Regions from separate parts of the Mus musculus genome. Here regions 1, 3, 4 and 5 are each linked to region 2. A link is a contact called in public Hi-C, HiChIP or PLAC-seq and promoter capture Hi-C data. All regions are on one chromosome and are shown on one strand. The core of a region is the stretch at or near the end of the contact, and the rest is flanking DNA. Distances in the headings are between cores, read along the strand shown. Region 1 has its middle 64 kb from the start of Gm39473. Region 2 holds the start of Rhoj (ras homolog family member J). Region 3 holds the start of Wdr89 (WD repeat domain 89). Region 4 holds the start of Sgpp1 (sphingosine-1-phosphate phosphatase 1). Region 5 holds the start of Ppp2r5e (protein phosphatase 2, regulatory subunit B', epsilon).

Region 1 (4,756 bases), core at 1,724-4,223, 420 kb before region 2:
TTGCTCTTGTTTTTAGTAGGGATTAGAATAAAAAAAATCTTTGTTTATACAAAAAAAGAAAGCATCATTTCATTCCATGTATGTTTTGAGGGAATCTCCCAGTCTCATATTATTAGAAGACTTTCTAACATCTAATGAGACTAAGAAATATTAAAATAAAGTAAGCTTTATTTTAAAATTTAAAAATGTCTCTCAAATTCCATTTAGGCCAGATGATTAGCTGTCATTTATGGTATAGTGATATCTGATAACTCATAGAAATTTACTACTAGAGCTTAACATAACTTCAAATACAGTACAAATCTTATTACTTATATCATGCCAGGTATAAATGTCATACAAGTTTAAGATGACATTGGTAAAGTTAATATCAAAAGGCCTCTTGTGTTAGCTTTTGTGAATTTGACATAGGCTAGGAAAATTAGGGAAGAGTTAACTTCAGATGAGAAAATGTCCCACAGACTTGCCTACAGGCCAATCTGATGGAGACATTTTCTAGATTAATGATTGATGGAGGAGGGTCCAGCTCACTGTGGGTGGGGCCACCAATGAGAAGTTAGTTAGACAGGAAAACCAGTCATGTGGAGCAAGCCTGTAAGCAGCACTTCTCCATGACTTCCTCTTCAGTTCCTGCATCCAGGTTCCTACCTTGAGTTATTGCTTGGCTTCCGTTAGTAATAGATGACTAACTGAAAGTTAAAGATGAAGTAAGCCCTTTCCTCCACAAGTTGCCTGATCATGGTGTTTATCACAGCAATAGAAAGCATCAAGACACAGCTCTAAACTTATTCTCTTATGGTTTTGCAATAGGAATCTTTTTAATATAGGCAACCAATTTCAAAATTCCAAAAAAAGACTCACTAATTCAAATAAATTCCATAAAATGCACATTTTATTTTGTATCATGAAAAAATATCCACATTTAAATAAAGTGTGAAAAAAAGCAAAATTAATCCTCCCTGATGAAATACAGTTTATTGTGCTAAAACCCAGGATTATTCTGGGTTAGAAACTTCCACCTGCCAATTCACTTTTGGAAACAACTATTTCTTTAGAACAAACGTCCAATAAACTGAAAACTGTGACAAACTTCCCAACTGCAATAGAATTTTAGTCACAAGTTTTCAAAATTGACCCAGAAGTCTCCAATTTTAGATGTTTACACATAAGTTCTTAGCAGTTGACTGATAGTACATACAAAATTTCTATATTACACACTGCAATGTCTTGATTTAAGTAGAAAAACATGATCAGCCTAGTGTGAACCAAATTTTGAAAACTATAGACAAGTACTGCTTAGCATATTGGTATTAAAAATATCTTCCATGAAGTCTTGACCTATTTCCTTAGTCAATGCATAAACCAAATATTCCCAGTGAATTAAACCTTAGGAAGCATTTTTAATATCCACAAATATGGTTACTGTGGCAGAGACATTTGAGAACTTGGAAAAAAACCCTGTAGCAACATCAGTCAGGAGTTTACATTGTAGGGTACAAAATGGTGTCACTGCTATACACAAAGTCAGTAGACCATAGAGTTAAAAGAAATACAGAATTCTCATTATATCATAGATATGCATAATTCAGTAGTGTTGTTGGAGTACCACACATTTCCTGAAGTCACTATTGTCTCAATAAACAACAGGAAACTACTGCTAACTGTAATTAAATTTTTACCACAACATGTAGGATTGAGATTAAAATGATTCTAACCTAGTGTCCAACTTACCCTAACCCTTGTCACTAGGGAGGGACTTTATGCATTATGACAGTGATTGTTTGAGTCAGTTTCTTAGGTGAAGTCTGTGTGGTTTCCTTTCCTCTGTGTCTAGCTTTAGCATGGAAGGCAGCTGCTCAGAAAGAAAGTCAGTAAATCCACTACAGAAAGTGAGCCAACTTAACATCATAATGTCACTGATGGAGATGCTGAACTCCCAGCCTGAAACCTTCCCTCAGGGGTCCAAAAAGCAGTCCTTGCCATTAAGTTTTCTGAAATGAAATTCATTAAATAATTGATTTTAAATAAAGTACATTTAGATTTTATTTAACGGTACATACTTGACACATATAATAAGAGACTCAGTCCCATCAAACCTCGACATAGAACTATCAAAGAATCATTCATCTAATTTGCATAGTTCACTGACTAGCTCATCAACTATGTGATCAACTGTGCTATTTTCAGGAATATTTCCATCAGTTTGGTTGGGAAAGTCTGGAACCAACTCAGATCTTTATGCAGCTTTTGATGTTGATCACTTTCCTTTACTTAGACATCTCACTATGGAACGAGGTGGCTCAATATTTTAAAGACGATTTAGCTGATAATAATGATATGCTATTTGGCAAAATCTTGCTTGCATTAATTATTAAGGGAAAATACTCAACAGTCTGGTTTATTCAAGCAGTGAGGGGTTTGGTTTTTTTGTTTGTTTGTTTGTTTGTTTGTTTTGGCCTTGTCTTTGCTGGTGCTTTATCAGCCAGTGATTCTTGCATAAATGCCAGTCCTTAGGAAACCATCTAATCAAGATGCAAGACAACTACCCAAGTAGAGACCTGGACTTGGCTAGTCCCAAGCCAATATCTAAAACTTGAACATAGGTACAAAAGTATCCTCTCATGTTAAAAAGACCCACCCAAATTAACATGTTTCCAAACTAGTTCCTAATGCTTCATTAAAATCAACACCGTGGTTACAGCAATGTAATTTCGAAATTAGCCCAAACAAAAACTGTTAAGAAGATGTCACACAAAGAGGAGTGAGCCAAGAGGCAAATACATTCTTTCCCTAACACCCTGGAGCTTTTCTGCAGTGCTCTTTGACTAAATGCCACAATTAGCACAGGTTAACAATGTGCTTCTAGCACCTTGTTCACATGAAAATGTCAAGGTCAGAAAGTGACCTAACCAGAAAGAGCTCCAGCACTCCTCGCAGGGAGACATGAAGCCTTGGGACATTCACCTTGCCCCTCTGCTTCCTGGCCTCACCCAATAAGCGTCTCTCCCTGATTGTTTTAAAAAGCCCTCTGTCAGATGGTCTAGTCCCTCCCTCATTTTTTTTAAAGCCCTCTGTCAGATGGCCTAATCAATGGGAGGAGAGGCCCTTGGTCTTGTGAAGATCATACGCTCCAGTACAGGGGAATGCTGGGGCCAGGAAGTAGGAGTGGGTGGGTTGGGGAGCAGGGCTGGAGCAGGGGGTATATGGGACTTTGGGGATAGATTTGAAATGTAAATAAAGAAAATGTCTAATAAAAAAGAAAAGAAACAAAGATTGTGTGTGTATGTGTGTGTGTGTGTGCATATGATTGCATTGAGTCTATATATTAGTCTATGTATGGCTTAAAAAAAGCCCTCTGTCTCACTTAAATCTTAAATCCCACTAGTAAAAATAAAAGCAAATTAAAAAAAAAAAAAGAACATGTATTGCTTCCTTTAACTTTAACTTACCTCTTAAATGAAAATTCACCCTGAAGACTATTAAATATACACATCTGTGGTATGTTTCGTTTGCCTCTTGCTTATGACTACACTTCCCAGTTTACCCCCATTGCTTGTCAACTGCTGGGAGAACTGAAGGGAAATTTAGCTGTTGCCTCATGGCACACTTTACCCATAACAGTTATGATAACAATCTTTGCCATTTTCTCTGGTCACATGAAAAACAAGCATTTATGTTTCAAGGTATATATATATATTAATTAATTATTTTGATTTGGGGAACTATTGAATGCACATGTCCTGAAAAATGTGGAATTCACACTGGAAGAGCCTGACCTTACGACCCTAGGAAGGTGTTTTTCTCTCTAAAGTAGAGCTGTCTGTGTTAGAGTCTCCGCCTTACGGCTTTATTGGTTATTAATCGGCTACTGCAATCCTATTTAAATTCTTATTTTATTCCTTCATAGGAGTGCTGCAGAATAAAATATGATTATTTAAGTACATTGTTTAGTACTGCGAGTGCTCAATGACTATGAAGAGAGATGAAGCACACAGGTTGGACTGTCCAAATTCTCAATGGCCTTGACCCACACAAAGCTTGCAAATAACACTAGCCTTGTATTAAGAGCAAGAGAGAGAAAAATCTTAATTTAGAGTATAGACTAGTATCTCAGGACATAGGACATGGGGTAGGTATTTTAAAAATTCTGATTTGCATACCTCTTCCTTACTCCATAGGACTCAGAATTTTAATGAGAATCCAAAACAAACCACACCTTCTACTGTCCTGTAAAGAAGCACAGAACAACCAATTCCCCCCCCCCCCAATTCCACAAACACCCCCAACCTCCTTCATTATTGAGTTTAATTGATTTTAAGTATTCTAAAGATAATTTAAAATTGTTAGCTGACTTATTCAGGGAGAAGTGCTCTCTCTCTCTCTCTCTCTCTCTCTCTCTGTGTGTGTGTGTGTGTGTGTGTGTGTGTGTGTGTGTGTGTGTGTGCGCGCGCGCGCGTGTGTGCATGAGTGCATATTTATTTGCCTTTCTGAGAGCTTTTGAGGTACAGAAGACAAAATGGTAGTGTGGGAGAGCTCTATCTTTTTTCAGGACCTCTGGTTACTACCCTTCTCAGATGGCTGAGAAGCATCCATGAAGCACAAAATACTTGAAAAATTGAAGCTATTAATCAAAATTTACACGGTCACTGCTTAACACGTTGATGCATTGAATACAATTAGGTATCACTATGCAATTAACCAATTTGTTATTTAAAAGATTTAAAATTTAGAGAAAGTGTTTTATCTTATTATTAAA
Region 2 (4,455 bases), core at 943-3,442:
TTAGTTACACATGGAAATAGCAACCTCACCAAAAGCCTCTATAGCCGATATCTATAGTGTGCAGGTGTAGGTTCTGCCACTCTCAGCCTAAAGGCCAAGGAAGACCCTGCTCACAGCTCTGCCAACCACTGTATCATCACATTGTGCTCGGAAGATCCTGTTCACTTCCAAGCAGCAGGTTTGGGGGTCTTTTAAGTTTGGGGGAGAAGGGATGTTTGCACTGCCAATCAATCACCTTTTAACCTGCACAGGTTTGTGTGACTACCTCCTTCATCCTCAAAGCCTTCTATCAAAAGTATAACAGAAGTTTCTAAATTACAATTCCCTGCATACCCTGCGGTCCCCAGAAAGACTAACTGGAAATAAAATTACACCAACTACAGGCAACTGTGGGGGCCTTCACGTGCTTCACAACGGGGCTTCATATGATCCATTTACACTCCAAGTAGAGTCAAATAAGTGATCTCTGTCTGTCATTCAAGCTGTTCATCAGTGTGTGGTACTTCCCTCCCAGCTCAGGGTAGGATGATGCTTCTGACCCTTCAGTTGAGCCCCTATAAGCGTGCAACTTGTTCTGGCCAGGGAATGTTAGCAGAGGGTCACTTCCTAAAGAAAACAGAGCCAGAGTTTCTCCATGTCCATTTCCTCACCTGCCATGGTGTGCATGACAGTTCAATCAGCCCCAACCCTGAATAAAAAGAACAATGCTGTATACAAGATACACAGGAGGGGGGGAGGGGGAGGGGGAGGAGAAAAAGGAGGGAGGAGAAAAGGGAAGAGGAAGAGGAAAAGGAGGTGGAGGAGAAGGAAACGGAGGGTGCAGAGGAGAAGGAGGGGAGGAGAAGGGGAGGAGAAAAAGGAGGAGGAAAGGAAGGAAGGAGGAAAAGAAGAGGGAAGAGGAAAAGGAGGAGGAAGAAGAAGAAAGAAAGAGAGAGAGAGAGAGAGAGAGAAAGAAAGAAAGAAAGAACGAAAGGAAGGAAGGAAGGAAGGAAGGAAGGAAGGAAGGAAGGAAGGAAGGAAGGAAGAAAGAGAAAGTTATTTCGAATTCTGAACTTTGGGGATTATTGTTATGGTAACATAACATCCCTGATACACTCTATACCTAATTGAAATGTTTTTCTTTCATAGGAAAGAAATGTTGGGGCACCAAGCATCATGGCAAGTTTTACTCTATTCAAAACAGAAGAGGTGTGGACTCTGTACCTTGACAGCATGCACATGAGTTGTAGGTACCTAAGTTACTGACAGTCACTAAAGCTGACTTTTCCCCGTCCCGGCCACAGTGAAACCGCTCAAAGCCCTTAGATAATCTGCAATCTTCAAAATCTCATAGGAAAGCAAAGGGTTTTTTTTACTTTAACCCATTCGTCAAAATCATTTGTAGGTTCACGTTGTCCATTATCAAATGGGGCTTCGTTCTCAGGCACCAAACTGGCTGCTATGCGCCTGTGTCATTGAGGAGAGCTGGGCCTACCCAGGGGGAGATGATTCGAAGAAAAGGAGAAGCCTCTATGCATACACAGCATTAGAGACTCTAACCAAGCCAAAAGGCCACACTATGTGCCTCTCTCTCTCACTTCCAAAAGTGTGAGTCCTGAGCTCAGCATATCTGATTGAGCCCAATATCTGATTGATTTCCTCTGTTTAAAAAAAAATCATTGGGGTTGTTTTGGGGAGTCTGAAATGTATATTTGAGCATTGTGCTCAAACACAGACTTGTAAACTTGGTCACTCATAATATACCTACAACCTGCACAACGTTCCCCCCTCTTCAAAATCGTGTGACTCTGGAAGATTTCCTTCCTTGTTGCGGAAAAGAATTGCTTGAGATTCTCGTTTAAGGGAAAAAAAAACTGTCGATTTGAACTGGTGAGTCAGGGAGGGAGGATGACGTCATATGTTAGCCTGCAATCCCTATGAGGTCCTCTCAGCTCCCTCAAGCTCTCAAACTCAGTCCTCTCCCTAGTTTCCGCGGCAGACACTGCTCCCCGGGTTCCATCCTTTCTTCTTTGGCTTCTTCCCAGCCACAAGCCAGCAGCCTGGCTAGCTAGCAGGGGATAAAGCAGGAAGTTTGACAGCTTAAGCTGGCTGCAGGACCCCTAGTGTTTTCCCCTCTCCGTGTCCTGGCCTGGTTCCCCAGAAGTCCAAACACACGCACAGAGCCCCATTGTTGCCGCCTTCCCCGGCCCACTGATCCTAATATGGAATGCAGCAGGAAACCCACGATTTCCTGACACTCGGCAAGCTGGAGGAAGCGAGGGGGGGGAAACTCCGTTTAAAAGCCCTTCTCTCCTCCATATTAGTTGTGTGGTGGAAAACCGGGCAGGAGTTATCCAAATCCCACCGTGTCATTAGCCAGGCTGGGGATGGGGAGGGTAGAGTGAGATTCTCACGGGCTGCTGATATTTCTAGACTGCCAGGAAGTCCCGGGAAGTCTATGGACATGAGAGTTTCTTAACTCCAGCTCTACCCCCAACTCCACTTCTCCGTTGGGATTGGGAGAAAGGGACAGACCCTTTTCATCCCTCCTCCCAAGAGTGCCTTCCTTCTCCAGCATGGTGAGCTGCGGGGCTCGAGTGTGTCTGGGCTGTGCCTGGGAGAGCCCGGCCAGCCAGAGTCAGGCCGCCTGAGCTCCAGCCTGGGGCCGGTGCCACCGCTCCATGCACTGCAGAAGCCCCAGCAGCTGCTGCGGGAGCCGCCAACATGAGCTGCAGAGAGAGGACCGACAGCAGCTGCGGCTGCAATGGACATGAGGAGAACAGGATCCTGAAGTGCGTGGTGGTCGGGGACGGCGCGGTGGGGAAGACCTGCTTGCTGATGAGCTACGCCAACGACGCCTTCCCAGAGGAATACGTGCCCACTGTGTTTGACCACTACGCAGGTAGGAAAGCGTGGGGACCAACTCCGTCTAGATGAGCGGTGGGGTTCTGGGCACAGCTACCTAGCGTTCAGAGGGACCTGGCTTTCGCCAGAAAGTCACAGACTGATGTGGATCTGGCAGGTACCAGGTAACTCCATCAAGAATGGTGCTAGGATCCTGCGGAGACCCTGTACATCCATTCACATGCTTCTCCTATTGAAACAAATGTGCAATCCTGGGGAAATATCCTCCAGAAATGTTTCTCAACATTTTTGCCTAAACTTTCTTCAACTTTTCACGGTAATTATTTTTTTTTGAAGTGTAGTGTATTGCAAAATATTCCATTTTAAAAAAATCACCGCTAGACACATGGAAAGTGTTCTACTCTCTAAACTTTTTCTACTCCATGCTAGTCATGATCAAACGGCTAATAGAACCAGCTAATAAAACCTTCTTTTTTTTTTTTCCTGGATTACTTGGGGCTTAAATTTTGTACTTTCACTCTTCTGGGATGGTAGATAAGGAGAAAAGTGTCCCACGCTTTTAAATACTAAGTGGAAAATTAAGTAAAAGATGGCTATGTTTTTTAAAGTAAAAAATTCAAATGCAATTAAATCGTTTTCAACTATGTCCTGAAAAGACAAATTTGAGTATCTAGTATTTTAAACCGTGATCACCCCGATGCTGTAGTCACAACTTAATCCTTTCAGGGGAGTTTTAGTGTTTGAGGGTTTGAAGGTTTGTGGTGATGTCAGTCAGCATCATGCCTTGTTTCTTGACATAGCTGCCACCCCTAAGCTTCCCCTATGTGAACTGACCCGTTGCCTTGGACTTACTGTGGCCTCAGTTTTATAGTGCTTTTGAACACTTCGATCGATTGCCCTTGAGTTATCAGAGCTCTGGGGTCTGGTGGAAGGGAAATGTCTCTCTCTTCACCTTGGCTTGGGATCAGGATCAGCCTAAAGGAAGCCCTCACAGGAAGTCAGCCTGGAGCTCTGCTGTGTGGCCATTTGAAATCCTCCCTCCATAGGAAGCAGACGCTTGTCATCCTCTCTGGAGGGCTCCCCCCACCCCCATCTTCCCTTCCTTTTAAGTGGACCTATTTGCAGCAGTGGTACACAGCTGACAGGGGAGGGATTCGCAGCTGGCAAGGGCGTCCATTTCCTATTAGGTCTTTCACTCTGTAGAAATTACCTAGAAATTTGAAGACCAAATTCCTGAGCTTTTCTGAAAACATAGTGAGTTTGGCCAAGGAAGAACTTTTTAATGAGAACACAAAAAGACAAAAAGAGGTTTATCTTGAGGGGGAAAAATGTTGTAAAGTGCTTTGAGGAAGGGACTCTAATTCCGGTCCTGAAAAACATCATAGCAGAAATTATTTCTCCTGTGTCTTCTTCATGCTTGACAGGAAGGTGGCAAGTACTTTATTTCAGGAACTTTCTGATCAAAGACAGAACCGAAAATCTACTAAAAGGAAAGGCTCTTAGTGCCTGGGAAATTATGTCTCCAGATACCCGTCCTTCGGGTGAGCCAATCGAAGTGGTGTTGGGAAGAAAGACAAAACCATCTTTGGAAATAAAGCTAGCCTATGATGG
Region 3 (4,189 bases), core at 60-2,559, 360 kb after region 2:
CCCAAGATAGGCGGGTAAGTAGTCAACACAGAGGTATCTCACACTTACATTGTTAACTAGGCTGCATGATTTTGTGGTCTTTAAACAAGAAGCAGAAACAGGTATGGTTGATACCAATAACATAGACTATAAGTCCACATCTTCACTGAATTATCACAACACTGAGAAGCAATTTGGCACGGACCATGCACTTTTTAACAACCTGATGATTGCAAAGCAAAGTTAGGAAGTAGACCTTTAGACTGATGCCTTCCTACCAGTTCATCTTACTTGGATAATAACCAATTAACTGGTTTCCTGGTACACTGTTTAGGATTTTAAAATAATTTCTTTTTTCTTTCCTTTTCTTTTTTTGTTTTTTCAAGACAGGGTTTCTCTGTGTAGCCCTGGCTGTTCTGGAACTCACTCTGTAGACCAGGCTGGCCTCGAACTCAGAAATCCGCCTGCCTCTGCCTCCCAAGTGCTGGGATCAAAGGCGTGTGCCACCACTGCCCGGCTTTAAAACAATTTCAAGTTAGGAAAGAAAACAGGAGCGTTTTACTAGTTGTACTATCTTTAATTTTACATTTGTGGAAGCTGAATTCCCTCAATTTAAGTTGTCAGAGTTAGCCTAAATGAGACATTTCACAAAAATAAGATGCTGCCAGCACTGCCTCTTGGGTGGTTTTCGTTGTGAATTAGGTTTGTGTGTGTGTGTGTGTGTGTGCATGACAAAGTTTTCCCAAGAAGCACTGGTTAGCTGGAAACTCAAAGAGATCCTCTTGCCTCTACCTCCCTCCCAGTCAGTACTGGGATCCCCGGTGTGCTTCACCACACCCGACCAGCACCTAGCTCGGTGGACAGCTGTGTGGCCTAGATGACACCACACACGTAAGGAACTTAGCCTAGTAGCCTGCATCACAGCACATACTGTACGACTTGGCTCCGCGTACCAAATGAAAAAATCTGCTTTTTGATGTGGAAAAAGGCCGGAGCCAGGAGGTGGGTGTGGGATGAGTGAGAGGAAGGGCAGGCAAGAGCGAGCAGGGACCTACCCACCCTTCCTCGAAACTGAAGCAGAGACCTTCGGGTGGCATGGACCCCACATCCTGGCATACAGAGACCCACGCGGTCCCTGCGCATGCACGTGCTCCCTCTCACACCACCCGCTCCCCTTCTGCGCTCCCCGCCCAGGGCTCTCCACGCGCGTGCCACCCAGTGGCCGCCGGTCGAGAGAGCTGCCCGCCCTGCCCAGCAGAAAGTACCTCCGCAGCAAACCCCACACTGGAGCTGGAGAAAACGCACGCTCTGCCCACGGCCGGCTGGAACTCCGCCCTCCGGCTCTGATTGGGTAAAAATATAGAGGAAGCTGAAGCGGATTGGTCCATAGCACAGAGGCCGGACCATAACCAGCGGGCTCTTCTGAAGCGGGAGCCGCGCGCCTTTGCTTGCTACCTTCCGATTGGACGAGGGCAGAAGGTCTGCGCATGCGTAACTCGGTCTACGGACCACGCCATACAACACCTCCCTCTAGGTCAGGTTAACGGAAGTCCCTGGGACCCAGCTTCCTGGACGTGTGGCCAATAAAAGGCAAGATCGTCACCGATTCCGCCTTTTCATGCGGATGTGGCTTTGCAGTTTCTTCCAGCACTTCTTCCGCTTCCTCGGACTCGGGTGTAAAGTTATTTCGCGGACCAGAGGAGTGGGGCTGAGGCAGGATTTCGTGGATCTGAAATAACCACACGTGATCACAAAGCCTAGCTATACAGGCGGGTTTGAACGAGCAGTATCCGGCCTTCACTCCAGCATGGCTATGACTCAAGGTTGACAGGAGCGCAATTACAAAATCTGGAGGTAGTTTTGCCTCGGCCCCAGGTAACTCTGGGAATTGAAGTCCATAATGGTCAGGTCCTGTCTCATCTGTCCTATTTTGATGTTGCTTTTAAACTTTAGTTTGATACAGGGCTGATGTTCCAACTGTAGTGGAGACATGACATCTGGCCCTACCAATAGGGGAATGAGCTCTGTCCTTGAACACCAAGAAGCCCTGAATCTAGTTTAGGTGGACTCTACCCTCTTTTCATTATAGATGAATACCTGTGGTATAACAACCATGAGACCGCGTTTTCCAGTGTAAACAATTCAGAAAATACGTACTTGGTTAAGCGATAATGCAAACAAGCCAGATTGTCCCTGGAAATACATTCGGCTGGGACTCGTGAAATTAACGTGCTGTGTATACCCACAGGAATCTGAATAAGGGGAACTAACTAGGGGATATATCTTGGTGCTGTTAAAAGGTATCCTTCCCCTGGAAATCCCCCCAAGGTGAGTTTAGGTTGGTCCCATTTACAGCTAGTAGAGTTGGAGATAGAGATTATTGTTTGATTAGTTGCAGTTTCTAATTAATATCGGTCTTGGTGTCATGGCATAGCCAGGAGTCCTGACCTACAGTGGGTTAAGAATGGTTAGGGAACTGACATACTCTTTTCATATCCTGAACACTGAGATGCTGGCTTCCACTGCCTTCTGGACCTTTATCTATGAAGTTACTAAAGGGAATTCCTGGGGGAAATTGGAGTTGGGAGCTTGCCATCCTAGGGGGCTTGTAACCTGACCCCCCGGGGTTTTGGTCTTTGCCATGCCCTGATCTTTATATCACAGGTAGTGATGGTTCTTATTTTAGGACTATGAAGGGATCCGTGTAACCCGGAGAGGACTCAGTTTTGCTATCCAACCAAGAACAATGGCTTTCGGGGAAGGGGCATCAACTGCAGCCATAGTGCTGGACCCAGGGATGCGCTTCTCCCCAGGAGCAAGTGAGCCATGCCCCAGTAGTCTCTGGTTGTAGCACTTTACAGAAATCTACCTGGAAGGTAGTTTGGGTTTCAGTGGATAGATTGGTTAAGAGCTCCCTGGTTCTGGTTTTTTACATTTTTATACCCAGTGCCCTGACGTATGGGGACTTGGGAGCCTTTCCAAAAGGAGAGAAAAAGACAAAATAGGACAACTATGATTCTAGGGCCCTTGTCAGTCTTTAGGGGTTTGGAGGACCTAGTGACAACTCATTTGTCATTATTTTCTGTAGCCTCCTTCAGCTGGATATGGTGCATTCATGGGGTGACCTTCATTGCTGTTCCAGTCCAGATCCTCTTTACCCATATGAGGTCACCAGGCTGGAACTTGCAGGCAGGCTCAGACAGGAGACAAAGATACAGCCTCTCCAATGATCTGATGAGTCTTGCAGGGCCTGTAAGGACTTGAGAAGGCAATGGTTAGTAATTTCTGACTGGTGCATCTGGCCCTCGGGAGGGCAAAATGTAGAAAGCTGGCCCAATTTTTTGCCATTATTAAAGCCGTATTTTAAGAGTTTTGTTTTTATTCTTTTTATCCTGTCCTGAGCTTTGTGGCCTGTCTAATTAGTGTGTAACGCTTTTCCCAGATTTGGGAATATTTTGACTATGAGGGCCAGACCGTGTCAGACCCCAGAATATGGGCAATCCAAGCCTATGGACCAACTCCTGGAGAAGCTTTTGTGGTAATTGATGCAGCCTCTGCTGGTTGGGGTAGAAATCTCCTCAACCCAAGAAGCTAGGATGTTCTTGTAGACCCAAAGGCAATAGGTTTTATTTCTATTTTATTTCAGTAAAGTTCAGTTCCCAGTCCTCTCTGAGGGTGTTCCTGGGCCTGGATCCCAGCCAGGGCTTCTCTTCCTCCTTTGGGCTTTGCCTGTGCTCAGATGACACACCTGGAAGTCTTTGACAAGACTCTAGGTGGCGCATGTAGTATCCAGGCCCGAGGAGCTCAGCAGTTTTTATGACCCTAAGATTCATGGCTTTGGTTGAGCTCCATTACCAGCTGTCTTCTAAGAGCTGTTGGAAGGACTGGCCTTCTGTCTGGCAGCATCCATCAAAGCTCATTAAGCTTATGATTTTCTTTGGCACTCTCTCAGTTGGCCCAGACAATCTCCTCTGATGTCTAGTTGGAACATTGAAGTAGATTCAGTCAACATCACCAAAATCTGAAGACAAGTCTAGGCCTGCCTCCGGGGTGACCAAGTCTACCACCCTGTTACCCTATGTTTTGGGAGGAACTTCACCTTTGCTGACCATTGGCCATTGTCTTAGGTAGCCTGAGGACTTCCAACAATGTCAGAATCTCCCTTGATATTTGATTCCCTTGTTGGAGGTGAGGAGCCCTCTTTTTCAGT
Region 4 (4,781 bases), core at 1,579-4,078, 430 kb after region 2:
TAGGGGAATCTCTGAGAGTTCAAGGCCAGCCTGGTCTACAGAGTGAGGAGTTCCAGGACAGCCAGGGCTACACAGAGAAACCCTGTCTTGAAAAGCCCCAAAAAAAGAAAAAGAAAAAAAGCTAAGTGAAAAAACAAAATCCTGTTAAACAGCCTTGATAGTGCAAGGTTCCTCCAGTATGGAATGTTCACAATAGGAAAAATCTATATACATAGAGTGGGTTGATGGTTGCCTTAGAGATCTGTTTAAGACTAGATGATTTCTATCACCCTGCCTGGCTGCAATCTCAAAGCCTGTATGATTTGCAAATGTTGAATTAAATACAATAGGTTGTGTATAATTCCTGTTTGAGGCCAGCCTGAGCTACATAGTGAGTTCCAAGCCAGCCAGAGTTACGGTGAGATCCTGCCTAAAAACCAACCAAACAAAAACTAGAATACAAGCTTAGCCTGATTATTCAAGTGGCCTTGAAATGTTAAAATATTGATAGCTACACCCCATAAACAATTCAGCAGAACTATTTTCAGACTTCCTGTTAGCGTGTGTCCTGAATAACTAAAGAGCAGAACCAACTCACTCTCTCTCTCTCACTCTCTCTCCCTCTCCTTTGCCCCCTCCCGCAGTGTTAGCAGCAGCCCATCAGAGAAGAGACAGTAGAAAGTCCCCCATCAGTAAGACAAACAGCAGCACACAGTCACAGTAAACAGCATGCCGAACACATTGACAATCTCACTTTCTGGAATAATTAGATCAGATGGGAATTTTTAGATATTTTTTTTCCACCCCAAACAGGCAACACTGTTTTTACAATCCAAATGTGACCATGTATCACCAGGGGTTAAATAAGAAAAGAACTTTCTATCTTAGTCTCCCCTCCTAATTCCGTCATTCTTCCTGGGTCCATGCCTGATTTCTGTTACTGTAAAACAGATGAATTGCACAGTAGAGAGGGCCTGGGATGATACTGGCAACATTTACCCATACTGAAACTCAACGTGGGTTAAGTAAGCCTATAATGGAGTTTTACAGCACAGTTGGCATTTCTCAATCTTGTGCAATAAAAGGGAGTTAAAAAAAAAGATAATGAGTTTTCCTAGATTCTCCAAAACCGATGCACTTTATTCTTAAGAGTCTGGTCCGAAAGACTAACAAATCATACAATTTAAGACAGATAAAGCAAGACCAGTAGACAAATATATTTTGCTTCTGTGTGAAAGATAATTAAATTGTAAACTCAAGTATCACTTGCAAACAAACCCTAGGAAGCTCAAATTAGGGAAGCCCCAAAACGCAGGCAAATTAAAAAAATGACTACCATTAAAAACTCTTGATGGACAAATTGCCCCCGATGTCAAACGCCATTATAACCAATCCAGCTCCTCGGAAGGCAAAGCCTATAACTGCAGGGTTACAGTTACCGCCATAGTAACAGTGTAGCAACTAACAACTGGTTCTCCAGACCAGAGACAGAAGTGAAGTGTCTTAACAGACCTGCAGTCAATCCTTTACGACGAACTCATCTAGATTCTGTTCCTTTACCTTTCGGCTTTTTTTCTTAACTGTCATTACTTTAGTGCTTGGAATGTGCCTGTGCCGAAATTATACTACTGTTTTGAAAACACTCTTTAATTTTACATTGTAAACACCATGTATTGCAGTGAAACCGGGTCTCAGTTACCAAGTGTTTCATTTTAAGTACACTGAATCACCACTGTGCATCAGACGAACTAAGTTTAAAAACTCAGTCTAAGCTCAAGGATTCAATGCACGAAAAGTGTTTCCTTGGGGGGTGGGGGTCTAAGAAACTATACCCAACTGTATTAAAATACAGTTTAGTGTTTAAGAACCGTCATCAGTTAATTTTCTAGAACTCTGACAGGACCTGCGTGGGTACTGTGAGAACCTGTGGGTTGGGGTTTTGGACGGGAAGAGGCAAATTTTTAAAAAAAGGGGAAAAAGAAAGTTCAGAAAGCACTGGAAACTCGACCGTGGAGCTGAGGGGCACAGCGTACCTGCCAGCGGCCATAGGTGAGCAGGAACATGGCGATGGGGATGGCGGTGCCTGACATGGCATGCGTGGAGGGCATGCTGTATTCCGAGTTGTAGAAGACCTCCAGCTTGATGACAGGCGGCGAGGCCGGCCGTGGCCAGCGGATGATGTCCTTGGTGCACTGGCCCAGGTACATGACCAGCACCCAGATGATCACCAGCCTCCGGCCCACAAAGGGGTCGAGATTCCAGATCCAGAAGGGGAAGAATAAGATGTAGAAGAGCTCGTTGCCCAGTTCCGTGCCTAAGCAGAACAGGTAGTAGAGCGGCAAGTTGCTCACTTTGACCAGCTCGCCCTCCTCGCCCGTCAACGAGTTGCGGCGCTGCGAGCCCGCGCGGCGGGGCCCGGTCGGGCCCGGCTCGGCCGCCAGCCCGTTGCGCACGCCGTTCGGGGCACCGCAGCAGTCCGCCTTGGCGGGGCTGTCCTCAGCGCCCGGCTGCCGTCCCCGTCGCCGGGGTTCTCCCGGGGCTCCGCGAACCTCGGTCTCTGCATCCTCGTCCGCCGCCGGGCTGCTGAGCGGCACCTCCACCCCACACAGACGCTGGAAGCTCGCCACCCGCTGCGGCTCCTGCAGACGGCTGGCCAGCAGAGCCAGCCGCTGCCCCAGGGACATGGTCGCGGGCCACTCGGGAATTGATCCGGCCACGCGCTCCTCGCCAGCCACAGCCGCCACGGTGCCTAGCTCGACTCGCTCGAGGCTGCCGGCGACCGCGCCAACAGGCCGCAGCGGCCGCCGCGCGCGCCCTGCGCCCCGCGCGCCCCTCCCCTGGCGCGCTCACGGAGGCCCGCGCCGCGCGCGCAGCCCGGAGCTGTCGCCGAAGCCCCGCCTCCCGGTGCTCCTGGTTGCTGTGCGAAGAACAGTGCGGGTCTAGGCAGGGCTGGTGACCCAGGAGCTGCCCGCGGCTTTTATTAGCCTGGAATCAATTGGGGCGTGATGAATGGAGGCAAAGTAACCGCCGCGAAACCGGAATCGTCCGACTCACGCCATTAATTAGCAACTAATTTCAGAGCTGTCTCGGATGGTTGATGTCCGGAAAGCCACGTGCCAATTGACCAGCGGTGGCAAGATTAGAAAACCGTAGATAATCCAGGACAGAGCCTGGGTATGTGATCGCTGACACAGCTGTGGTCTGCAAAGGAAAAGCCAGTCACCTACCAAGTAAAATCTGACTGTCACTCATCACATACGTCTCTTAAGCGAATTTAGGTGTAAAATTTCCTTAATAAATTCTAGCACTTAGCAAGATTGCTCAGAACACATAGTTAGTGGGAGAATGTAGCGTGGAGAATTCTGAGGGTATTTTTTGTTTTGTCTTTTATCGTTTTCTTTTTGTGAGTTTCGGGTTTGTTTTTTTGTTTGTTTGTTTTTTTGTTTTTGTTTTTGTTTTGTTGTTGTTGTTTGTTTTGTTTTGTTTTTGTTTTTGAACCAGGGTATATCATTTAGCCGAGATTGGCCTCAGCCTTGCTATGTAGTTAAGGCTAGCCCTGAACTGTTGATCCTTCTGGTGAAGCCCCCCAAGACTCGGGGTTACTGGGGCACCATGCCAGGTTTGAACTTGGAATCTGATAGGCTGAACTAGAATCTTAACAGGATTGTCTTGCAAGTCACAAACTTGACTTTAACTTCTAGATGGATCCGATTTTATTAAAAGATTTCAAAGTTTTAATTCCAGGAAGTTATTTTCAGTCAAGGCAAACGAATGTCTATAATTAAAGACTGAACTACTTCCAAGAAAGAGGCTGGAAAATGCTCCATGCTGGTAAGCCATGAGAAATAGTTTCATTTCCCAAGAAAGATTGCTTCCCAGCTCCTCCTATTCCACTTGCTGCAGTCATAAAGAGGATTGCCTCGAGTCCCTGGCCCTGGAATTGCTGAGGTTGGAAAGGTTGAGGGAGCACAGACGAATCCCAGCGCTTGGAGGCTGACATGGGAAGATTTGGAGTTTGAGGACAGCTGGGGCTTCATAACAAGATACTGTATCAAAATAAGTAAAAGCGTTTACAGCCTAGGAAAGCAGACAAGCATGAGAAAAGGAATACTGGGCCTGAAGAATGGTATACAAAGTAACCATGGTTTGCTATGGGTGTCTCTTCTTAGCCAGCAAGCAGGAAGCTCTGAGTTTGGGCCCAGCAGAACATACACAGAGTAGTGTTATTAGTTGATGTTTCTGAATAATAAAGACCATTATTAGCATTTGGCAAAAATAATCTATAATAAAACATGCTATGCTGGCCAGAAACTTGCTGTGGAGACCAAGTCTGATTTTCAAGTACTGAGCTAACAGGTGTTTGCTACAACTGAGTATTTTGTTTGTCTTGAAACCCCAGACCACCAAATTGTAGGGTTACAGGATGGACATCACACATAATTTTTTATATGTCCCCTCCACCCCTAGGGTCTAACTATGTAACCTGGATACCCTGGAATTTAGCTATATAAACAAGACTGATCCCGAACTTGTAGCATCCTCTCGCCTCTGCCTCAGAAACACTACCCTCTATTTCTATATCCTTAGCACCCAACACAAATATTGAATAATTGAAGGAATAAAAATGAATGTATGAACTTAAAAAAAAAATCCATGCCTCCAAACTGGGTATGGTTTTGCTTGCCTGTAATTCCAGCACTTGGGAAGTTGAAGCAGGAGGGGCTAAAGTATTTTCAAAAAATAAAATGTGGGGAAAGTGGCCATTTCAAAGTTACTCTCCTTATAGAGTGGAGATAGAGTCA
Region 5 (4,401 bases), core at 331-2,830, 290 kb after region 2:
TCCACAAAGAGTAAGATAGCTGCCTTCCCAATGTGTTATGATTAAACAGTCATCTGCATTACCTGGATTCAACTAAAATAGCATAGACTTTGGAGAGGGGAGGACAATATTAAGGTTAATTTGGGATTTTGAGGACTTCGTGATTCTTTCATTAGAAAGTTATTTTCTTTTAACTCTAATTTGGCTTGAAATATAATGTGACATATAAAAAACGGAATAATAAATTATAAATACTATCGAAAATGTCAGACCTCAGCAAGAAGTTCCACATCGCACTGGTATGCTGTAAATTTAGGGACGAATATTACAATTTCATCTGGGAATTATTTAGATTTCACTCTAACCCTAGCAACACAGATTTCTGTAAGCCTCGTTCCCCCCATCCCTCATTCTGTCTCTATTTCTCTTCTCTCATCTCTAACGATGATCTATAGGCAGCTTTCTTTTTCATCATTTGCCTCTTATGCGCGCAGCTCTGAATAAAATGTCAAGGATCTCAACTCAAAGCATTGCAGAAATGATGGTAACAGCGGGGTCCCTGCAAAGCCCAGGGAAACAGGTTTCACCTGGGCCACTGCACCCAAAGCGTTAGCATTCTCTAAAGAGCACACTACTGGGGCTTTTCCAAGGGGGAGGTATGAAAACAGGGAAGTGGCCTGTTTGTCTGCAGGTATGTTCACATAAACCCCAAGCCCTGGAGAAGCTGCGCGGCCACGGAATCTTCCTCCCTGCTCCCCCGCCCCCGCCGGGGGGGGGGCAAGAAAACGCCTCAAAAGAGGGAGGAAAAGGAGCCGGCGAGGCCGAGGAGAAGAGAGGTGCTGGCCTCCAAAGCCTCTGCAGGTAGATCAGACAAGTGGGCCGGGCGCTTGCTCCCGCTCCCCCCACCCCGCCGCACCCCTCAGCTGCCTGGGCCCGGCCTTCCCGAGCCCGCCGCTCCGCGGGTTCCCCGGGAGGCAAGCCGCGGGACCCGAAGCTGAAGTTACCTTGAAGCTCCTGGGAAAGAATCGGAAGATGATCTGTGGCTGCGCGGAGTGGGCTGCGAGCTAGGGGCCGCGGCGGGGGCGGGCGACGGCCCGGGACGCACGGGGGGAGGTCCAGGCAGCGGCGGAGAGCCCCGGGCTACTACGGCCGTCCGGGGCGACGTCCCTCCGGTTCCGCGGTAGCGGCAGTGTTTCTAGGCCTCTCGGCTGGCCCCTAACCTCAGCGCTCCGGCAGTGGCAGCGGCGGCCTCACGAGCCTCCCCCGCGGGCCCGTCCCATCAAATCGGCACCGACCCGGTTGCGGCGCGGCCGGTGGCTCTTCGTTCACATTCCCGGCGGGCGGCGCCTCTGCTCGTTGCACCGGACCCGGCGGCGGTGGTGGCGGCGGCGGCGGCGGCGGCGACGCGGGGAGGGGGAGGAGGGAGGAAGCCTGGATTTGCAGCGGCAGCAAGCGCGGGAGTCGGGAGGAAGAGTTGGAGCCGCCTGAGCCGCCGCTGCCAGAGCCGCCGTTCGCTACCCGCGCAGGGTCCCCGTCAATGCCCCTTTCTCTCTCCTATTGTCAATATCACCGGGCGGCTGAGTCCATGGCACAGGCGCAACCGAACCTCCTGGCTAGCAGAGCCCGCCTCCGACGCCCGCCCACTGGAGACTTCAAACGGGAAGCGAGACTTCATTGGCCGGCGCGCGCCTTCACTCCCAGGCCAGCACGTTCGGCTGAGAGCTGGTCGGGGATTGGCGGCGCGGGGGGGCGGGGAAACAGGAGGGTGTGAAGGGACGGGGCCCTCGATTGGGCGAGGCGCGGGGGACCCGGATGCTACCGTGAGCTCGGGCGACCGGGCCGCCGTTTCCGCCAGGGCGCCTGAAGTGGGGGTACTGCGGCGTCTGCTAGGCCTGAGGAGAGCTCGGCGGGCGCGCCCGAGACTGGAGCTTCCGCCAGGCGGAACCCTGTGGACCGCGAGCGTCTTCACCCGGGTATCCGAAGGCCACAGGGCGGCCGTCCTGGTGCCTCACGGTTCAGCCCGCAAGCCCCACTCCGCACGGAACCCACGGCCCCCTGAGCCCTGTGTAAACGCGGCCATGGAAGCCGGCAGAAAAATACCCCAGTGGCTGTCCTTCGCTCAACTCGTGGGAGGCCTGGCCACCGGTTGGACTCTCACCTGGTCCCCCCAAAAGCCAGTTCTGAATATCAGCTCTCTGATGCCCCTGCCAGGCTCGGCGGGGGCCCGCGCTCCGGGAGTTAATGCAGATGGCAACTCTGCAGTCTCCCATTCAGAATACCCGCATTCGCCCTTTCAGGACTCCGAAATACCCAGCCCCCAACTCGACAGATTTTAATTGATAGTTTGAGTCTGAGTTTAAACAGAAGACTTACCTCTATCTAGAACGAGGACGAAAATACATACATGTTTTTGCATCATTGGTGAACCCTAGGCCAAATGGTACGTTTCCAAAGAATATTCTTAGACCATCAATCAATTTGAATGCAGGCTACGTACAATAGTTAAAAGAAGAAAAAAATACTAACTACAAAGATCAAACTACCAGCTGCTCAAAATTTGGAAATCTGGGAGGGGAAATACAGGAGAAATAATATTATAATCCATAAACCCAAAATAACCAGTCATTTTGATGTAGTTTTAGTATTATATTTCATATATGTATATACACACAAGTATATATATATATATGTATATATATATGTATGTATACATACATACACACATGTATGTATATTCTTTTTCAAACTCAAAATGCTTCATCCTGTAGCCGAGTTTTTCCTCTCAGTATCATGTCATGTTCTGTACAGTTAAGGAATATACATTTATAAAGCTCTCTGTATCATACCCACAAGTGCTAACCATGCGTTTGCGTTTCTGGTTTGTTGCAAATTTCTATCCTGTTGGGTAGAAAAATAATTCTGTACTATGAAAGAGAATGTTACTGCCCTGAACTGAAATGGGAAAGATGGCTTATACGAAAGCAGACCCCAGAAGACTGGCTGCTGACTGACTGACTGAGTGGCCATTTTTACCCTAATAAAGTTCATTGCCCCATGCTGCAGAATTATATGGAATTCCAGTCTGGTTCCTGGCTTCAAGTAACTTATATTTCCATACTTCAGTCTTTAGAAATGTTTAATATCCTAGCCAAGCAGAGCATGTTTCTTCAACGTCTGATTGGTAAATGCAAAATTAAAACCAAGAAAGATTTTGAAGCCAACTCAATTTCCCTTGGCAACAGTTGAACCGTTAAAAAGTAGTGCACGTTTGAAATGCTCACAGCTGTTGCTTAGAACATTTCACATTTTGTAGAGTGAGGATTTTGCTTGCAAATTATGGATGGCTATAAAGACAATTCATTTCAAAGTCATTTCATTTTCTATAAAATAGCTGAGCAACTGAGATGAGGAGGTCTTTTTTAATATGGGAACATCCTTGCCTGTGTGAGGTTTGTTCTCGGGGCCAAGAATCTCATAAGATCTACAGAGCCCAGGGAAAGTGGGGTGTTCTCCAAGGAGAGTGCAAAGCAATCCACTTGCAACACACAAGAAAAAAATGAGGGCATCTATGTTTAAGTTTAAGATGAGGTATTAAACTCAGTATTCTAAATACAGAAGGAATGGCCCATTGGCTAGAGCAGTATAGATGTCCTTAGGGGGAAGCAGGAAGCGTCCACCCGCAGAGGAGAGCAGAGCGGGTCTCTGCTACTTGTGACATCCTGTGTTTGCTGGGCTCCATGAGTGCATTCTTTAGGTTTAATTAAACTAAACCTACAAAGCAGACAAATGACCTTACAGAAGTCTCACAAGGGAACAAGAGAAAGAGCAAATACTAGAAATAACTTTTATAAAATCTTTGACAGCCCTCCTTCAGAGTTAAAGTGACAATCTAATAAGTCCAACCATACTTTCACTTAAGTAGAAAAATCGCCAAAACAGTTTGAAATGGACCTTCATGTCCACCATCACCACGGTGAACAAATGCTGTGGCCGAGTGGTGAGGCGACGAAGCCGATGTGTGCCTATTTTATGAACAAATATACACATATTTAGAATATTATGCTCTCAAAAAACGCACGGATGGAGATGCATGAACCTTTGTTCATTTGGTGACTGCTATCCTAGATATAAAAGAAAGATGTTAAAGCCATGGGGAGGCCATTATCGAGTGACAAAATTCAGTTCATTGTTATCACATGAAAGCATCCACTATCCAGGTCTCAAAGCTGAGCTTATGGGGAATCTGCTGGCAACCTGACCACATGATTAGAAGACACAGGGTATGGAGTGGTAGCTACGTAGTGACAAACTGAAGCATCGTAGAACTGACTATCCCTTAGACACATCTTCAGAAGTAAATTAGTCTCGTTTGCTGGGGGGGGTGGGAGGCAGGAGTCCGTGAAGCTGGTTATGGACTGAGGT

What was found. Promoter capture Hi-C pulls out the DNA fragments that hold promoters and counts their contacts. Hi-C and Micro-C count contacts between places; a contact is called where the count stands out from the background. HiChIP or PLAC-seq counts read pairs in DNA pulled down with a chosen protein or histone mark.
Region 1: a promoter capture Hi-C map of embryonic stem cells shows a contact between it and region 2, with 2.1 times the contacts expected there. The contact joins the enhancer-like site here to the promoter of Rhoj in region 2. A contact is called at or near these places in 2 of 39 promoter capture datasets (embryonic stem cells and hippocampal neurons) and 3 of 115 datasets of contacts at active chromatin or transcription factors (Th17 cells, embryonic hindbrain and embryonic stem cells).
Region 3: a contact with region 2 is called in a Hi-C map of muscle stem cells, with 2.1 times the contacts expected there. The contact joins the promoter of Wdr89 here to the promoter of Rhoj in region 2. A contact is called at or near these places in 1 of 15 datasets of contacts at CTCF or cohesin (the NIH/3T3 cell line), 2 of 484 Hi-C or Micro-C datasets (muscle stem cells and neural progenitor cells), 3 of 115 datasets of contacts at active chromatin or transcription factors (T-cell acute lymphoblastic leukemia, bone marrow-derived macrophages and embryonic stem cells) and 1 of 9 other capture datasets (adipose tissue).
Region 4: an H3K27ac HiChIP or PLAC-seq map of large pre-B cells shows a contact between it and region 2, with 2.3 times the contacts expected there. The contact joins the promoter of Sgpp1 here to the promoter of Rhoj in region 2. A contact is called at or near these places in 1 of 39 promoter capture datasets (cranial neural crest) and 1 of 115 datasets of contacts at active chromatin or transcription factors (large pre-B cells).
Region 5: a contact with region 2 is called in a Hi-C map of uterus. The contact joins the promoter of Ppp2r5e here to the promoter of Rhoj in region 2. A contact is called at or near these places in 1 of 484 Hi-C or Micro-C datasets (uterus), 3 of 115 datasets of contacts at active chromatin or transcription factors (the 230-238 cell line, bone marrow-derived macrophages and embryonic stem cells) and 1 of 9 other capture datasets (adipose tissue).

Annotation. Positions count from the first base shown.
Region 1 is chr12:74,886,643-74,891,398 of GRCm38.p6, forward strand. No RefSeq gene overlaps it. Among named protein-coding and RNA genes, the nearest start is that of Gm39473, 64 kb to the left of the region's middle. Within about 2 kb of position 2,974, at least 6 of the 459 cell types and tissues checked have an H3K27ac peak or open chromatin away from gene starts, as enhancers often do. A contact at or near this core is called in Th17 cells and embryonic stem cells, where this site is marked.
Region 2 is chr12:75,306,121-75,310,575 of GRCm38.p6, forward strand. It overlaps Rhoj (ras homolog family member J), which reads left to right and starts at 2,193. Exons shown (of 5, transcript NM_023275.2): 1 at 2,193-2,881. The coding sequence starts at 2,704.
Region 3 is chr12:75,668,228-75,672,416 of GRCm38.p6, forward strand. It overlaps Wdr89 (WD repeat domain 89), which reads right to left and starts at 1,310. Exons shown (of 2, transcript NM_028203.1): 1 at 1,245-1,310. It overlaps Gm34717 (a long non-coding RNA gene), which reads left to right and starts at 1,498. Exons shown (of 3, transcript XR_381697.2): 1 at 1,498-1,854.
Region 4 is chr12:75,732,901-75,737,681 of GRCm38.p6, forward strand. Sgpp1 (sphingosine-1-phosphate phosphatase 1) reads right to left here and starts at 2,829. Exons shown (of 3, transcript NM_030750.3): 1 at 2,013-2,829. The coding sequence starts at 2,663.
Region 5 is chr12:75,594,652-75,599,052 of GRCm38.p6, forward strand. It overlaps Ppp2r5e (protein phosphatase 2, regulatory subunit B', epsilon), which reads right to left and starts at 1,581. Exons shown (of 14, transcript NM_012024.3): 1 at 984-1,581.